2 separate regions of the Danio rerio genome follow, and region 2 is linked to region 1. Evidence: chromatin contacts called from public HiChIP or PLAC-seq data. All regions are on one chromosome and are shown on one strand. The core of a region is the stretch at or near the end of the contact, and the rest is flanking DNA. Distances in the headings are between cores, read along the strand shown. Region 1 holds the start of parga (poly (ADP-ribose) glycohydrolase a). Region 2 holds the start of slc18a3a (solute carrier family 18 member 3a).

Region 1 (2,700 bases), core at 86-2,585:
CAAAAATGTAAAAATATATATTTAATATGTTAATTATGTTTTTGTCCACAGCAGACCGCAGCTCGCCGTGACGCAAATTCCCGAGTCTGTCTGCTCCAATGAGGTGAGCCCTCTTCAGCGCTCACCATGACAACGAGACATCAGTGACGTGTCTTGTAAAAATTTGCATCTGCATTCCTATAAAGGTTGTCGGTTCTCTCAGCGTTGTCAGTTCGCTCGGTGTTGCTGTTTGTACTTGACCAAGGTGAGTTCAGTACCGACGATACGAGTGGAGCCACGCCAATCTCACGAAGTCCGCTTCGTGAAGCTTCACTCGGGCCCATCTGTGCTGTAGTTCCTTGCGGTTTGTGTACTTAAACGCAATATCGCGAAGAACATTATGTGTTTGTTGCTCGAAATGTGCCGCCGAGCAACATCCAGTGAACACTGGCATGGCCTGGCGCCCGGTTTTCTCGTGCACATGACCAAGAGGCAAAACCAAAGAGCTTAGAATGACAAATAAATAAATAAATAAATAAATAAATAAACTTTGTTTCTTTTTGTTTTATTTGTCTTCTACAGCAATAAGTCATATAAGTCTGTTGAATGCATTTGTATGCAACATGGTTTGACAATACAGTAGTCTATCAAATAAATAGTTGTTATAAATGTACCTTCATTAGTCAACATTTGGTGTAGGTAATAAAAAGTTAATCAAATATGTCCTAAGATATAACGGTAATGTTAGCCTATAGTTGTTACATAACTGTATTTATTATTATTCTGTATGTTTAAAACTAGCAGATTTCCTATATATTTAACATGTCATAAACTTACTGTTATTCAAAAATTTGCTTAATAAAAGGTCCTAAGACAAGAAAGGGTATTGTTTTGGTTTTATATCAACCTATTGTAGGTTTTTAATGACTCAAATTAAGTAAAACGTCTCTTACTCAAGTACTTTTAGCATGCAAAAGTCAAATTTGAGTATATAAAATACAGTTTCCAACAAAAAAAAATTGTCTTGTGAAAATGACCAGTGTGGCGGTGAGAAAAAAAGTAAAGTCAAGTATATAATATATATATATATATATATATATATATATATATATATATATATATATATATATATATATATATATATATATATATATATATATATGTGTGTGTGTGTGTGTGTGTGTAATAGCTCAGATTAATTACAATTATACAGCGAGAAAAGAGGTAACGTTAAGTGTTAAACCAAAACGTCAAAAAAAATCACCAAAAAAAATTAAAGCTTTCACGTGACCAGAAACTATCCAATCAGCAGTAGCTCTACGACCCGGAACTGATGCCTTTCTCTGCACTCCTTTCAGTGTGTTTAATTTTTAGTGTGTGTTCTTCTTTCTGTTTTGATGGTGTGATAAATACGACACATCTTTGCATAAGTCGGCGCCGTTTTCCCGTCTGCTGGAAAAGAGCTCGAATATGTGTGTGAGCTGCACAACGACACGAAGACAAAGCAGAACAGGAGTGCAAGTATGATTGTTTGATTCGTGATCAAAGCGAGCAGACTGACAGTAAAGCAGCCTGACTGGTAGACTAATATCGGCCTGAAGTCTTGAAGCAGTATTTCTGATTTTCTAGCAATAATAATGGCGGTCACTTTTAATGTTTTAAAAATGTACGCGATTTTTTTTTTTTTTTTTGAGTGTGAAATTCAGCTACAGTCTGGAGATTTGTAGTTTAACGTTAACATCAGCTGTTATGATTTTTAATTTGGTTATGATTGTTATGATATCTTGAAACAAATATGTTAATCGGAAAGGTCTGACATATAATATTCTGAATTTATTTTTTAATCTAAAATGTATAACGTTATATTAATCTGGAAATCATCCAAACACTGACTTGGCTTTTGTTATCAGTTAGCTAGCTTAGCCTTTCACAACAACAGAATAAATCAACTGACTGTATACCTTTTTCAAATACATTGAGGTTCACCTTCTAAGTTTATTTCAGAAAAGTATTCTTAGCAAATTCAATTCGATTAAAGTCATATTAGCAATCATTGGTTTTCAAAAGATCAATATTGTTCACGGTTAATGTTGTCATACTTGCATGTCATTTCAGATCGAATATTCAAAGTAACAAATTGCCACTGTTAAAAAATGAACCAATGTGCGAATATAAAACCAACTTTACCCCAATTTTAAATATGCATGTCTTGATATAAAACATTCCAGTGTCATATGCAATGATCATGCTTTTAAGGGTATGTAAAGTTATGGAATTTGCTTCCTATATCGTTTACCATGGTACTTTGAATATTTGTTAAATACGACTTTAAAACATTAGCACTATTTAATTGATTGTGAACATCAATGTTGTTCTTTGATAGTCTTTGGCTGCGAATATGATTTTACTGTGCAAGGTATACTTTTCAAAAACAACACTATTAAGGAGAAAGTCTGAATGTGCAAATATAAAACCAACTTTACCCCGATTGCTTCTCTTTTTATTGTTGTAGAAAATAACTTTGGAATGTCAGAATTCTTGTTTTGTAACAATCCTTTCGTTTCTAGAAGATATTAGTTGTAGATTTCTTTTCCTGCAGAAATGAGTAACTAACTTTTATTTTTCACTTTTAAGTTTCATTTCTAAGTTTCACTTTTGTTTTTCACAGCAAGCAGTCTGGCAGACAGTGTATTTACGGTGAATATGGATTCATGTAATACA
Region 2 (2,700 bases), core at 33-2,532, 130 kb after region 1:
TACTTTGCTGCCAGCTTGACAGTGAGATAAACGCCTAATATGTGAGGGAAGAAGGCTGGCAGCCAGGTGATCCCGATCTGCCATTGGGATGCATTCATGGTCTCTTCCATCCAGTTTGCGATGGTGGGCTCCAGAAAAGCAAGGGGAATGTTACATGTGGTCAAAGCTCCTGCCACGACCGCTATGTACGGGTCGATCATTAGTTTGTAAATTGGGGTGCCGACCGGCATGTTCTCTCTAGTCCTACTGGAAAAGGGCTTGAGCACAGTCAGGCATAGTATACCGTCTGCCAAACACACACATGCGAGCGCAATGAACGGGAAGCGTTTGCCCGCGAACTCATACAGTACCCCTCCAAACGGGGGAGCCGCCAGGCTTCCGAAGGAGATGAAGGCGAGGGCAATGCCCAGCGCGCGACTCCTCTCCGACTCCTCCGCGTACTTGTCCGCGATCATGGCAATTCCTGAAGTGTCTGCGAACGCCGAGCCGAGCCCTTGCAGACTGCGCGCCATGAACAGGGTCGCGTAGTTCTCGGCGAAGGCAAAAATGCACGTTGAGACGAACATGATACTGAGTCCAATTAAAAGTGGGATGTCGTAGCCGACTCGGTCTATGAAAGTTCCAGTCAAAGGATTGACAAGGAGCTGCAAAATGGCTTTTGAAGCGAAAAGCACGCCGATCTGCAGGTCAAAGTTCTCGTTTTGCGTGATGTTAATTGAGGAATTACCTTTTACATGCGCCTGCTCCGATTCGCTCTCTAAGTGCGCTAAGTAGTCGGGCACAATTGGCACGATGACCATGTAAAGCATATTGTCTAGCAGAAGTGCCACGCACACAATGACTAGAATAATCCTTCTTTGTCGCTCGGGGTCCTGGATCGCATTTCCTAACTGTTTAGTTCTTTCCCCCATCTCCGAAAGTTTAACGGCGGCGGTTTGCGCCAAGCCACCTGATTCCTCCGTAGCCATGATCCACACACTTTGGTCGCTTCAGGAAAAATGCTCTTAACTCGCTTCTACGCTGTGCTTCTCTCCCCGAGAAAGTCTGCGCGCACCGGGTTGCCCAGCACTCACTGAATAGTGAAGCCTCGGCGCGCAGAGCAACTTTTCCTGCTTTACCTTGCAGTCCTTCTTTGCGCGTGCATTTCCTCTCTCGCGACTGCTGCCACGCAGTGTTGTTTCATCGTATTCGGGTCAAAAACTCACAGTCAGGTCAAAAAATAGCCTTCTCGCTTTCCCTCCTTCTTCACGCTGTCATTGTGGCTGGACGCGCGGAGCCTGAATGAGCGTCAATGGATGAATTCACCTGTAGCGCAGTGTCATCATTTCCCCTCAGCCGTCTTCTTATTGATGCCACCCAATGCAGATGCGCTTACATGTTGATTCCATTGGAATCACTCCTCTCTTTTTTCCCAAGGATGTGATGCACTGTTTGCTGGCCCCTCAAGTGGTTCCCCCAACCAGCTGGGTCTTTTATGCTCATTTAACACGTCAAGCTCCTACCCAGTAACGCCAAGCCTTGCTTTATAACTTTCAGATATTGAGCGAGCTTCTGTAACTGCTTAGGACCACAAACCTTAAGTCATTGAGCTCGACAGATATGCTGACTGTGAGGAAGGTGTCTGCAAGTGGTGCTCAGTAAGACCTCACCGGCTGAATGAGAACTTATTGATTGCCGTTGTTTGTTTTGAAACGCCATACGCGATCATTTGTTTTAAGAAACACTTTGGACAGTTATGCTAAAAACTATTTTTACAGATAGGTTAGCTGTATTATTCTCCGATTGTGTTTTCACAATGATTTAGATTTCAGTTGGAAAGCAAAGGGGGAAGAAAAAGAAAAAGAAAAGTGTCCCACATACAGCGTGATCTACCTTTATAAGTGCTTATTTGAACTAAATTGTAGTAACTAAGCCGCGCAAGTATTAACGAGTTTAGTGTCTTATCAAATGCTTTTTATGATTAAGATTACATACTTTAAGGGATACTTCACCCAAAAATGACATTTTCTTTCATCATTGCCCCTCTCTTCACTTTAAAAACCTTCATACTTTAAAAAAGCTGAAAGCCTGTAACCATTGACATTCATTATTGTTTTTCCTACTAAAGAAGTCTGTGGTTACAGGTTTCAGCTTTTTTTTTATCCAAAATAACCTTTTAGTATCTAGCAGAATAAAGAAACTTTTATAAAGTTTAGAACCATTTGAGGGTGAGTAAATGTTCCTTTTTGGGTGAACTATCCATTTAGTTGTGTATAAACGCATTTTTAAAATGCGTTTTTTTAATGTGCAACATCTTAAATATCATTACAGGATAGCATATATTTTAGTATATATTATAATTAGCATTTTATTTATAGAGTAGCAATAATTTGCTTCACTTAATGTTATATTTATTGTGTTAAAACCATGGTGTGGTAATCAGTGGCGCTTATTGAATTTCAGCACCACCGCGCGCTGGACAGCTCCAAATCCTTTAAAGCAGAGATTGATCGGCCGTAAACGGGAGATTTGTCTTCAAGCATTCAAGGTAGCAGTGACAGGAATAAGCTTTGTCATTTTTAAAGATTTGTTTTCTTGCTGTTGACTGACAGGGATGCTAATGTGTGCTCTTGTTAACGCAAGTTGTGATCAGTGATTTTAGCAATAATGTATCGCCACCTGCTGTACAGAGCTGACAGTGAACTCAGTTTTGCGCTTTTC

Evidence for each region. HiChIP or PLAC-seq counts read pairs in DNA pulled down with a chosen protein or histone mark.
Region 2: an H3K4me3 HiChIP or PLAC-seq map of gastrula embryo shows a contact between it and region 1, with 5 times the contacts expected there. The contact joins the promoter of slc18a3a here to the promoter of parga in region 1. A contact is called at or near these places in 3 of 18 Hi-C or Micro-C datasets (caudal fin, embryo and an unstated tissue) and 2 of 4 datasets of contacts at active chromatin or transcription factors (embryo and gastrula embryo).

Annotation. Positions count from the first base shown.
Region 1 is chr13:32,679,223-32,681,922 of GRCz12tu, forward strand. parga (poly (ADP-ribose) glycohydrolase a) reads left to right here and starts at 1,336. Exons shown (of 18, transcript XM_682449.7): 1 at 1,336-1,500; 2 at 2,648-2,700. The coding sequence starts at 2,683.
Region 2 is chr13:32,811,885-32,814,584 of GRCz12tu, forward strand. It overlaps slc18a3a (solute carrier family 18 member 3a), which reads right to left and starts at 1,283. Exons shown (of 1, transcript NM_001077550.1): 1 at 1-1,283. The coding sequence starts at 968.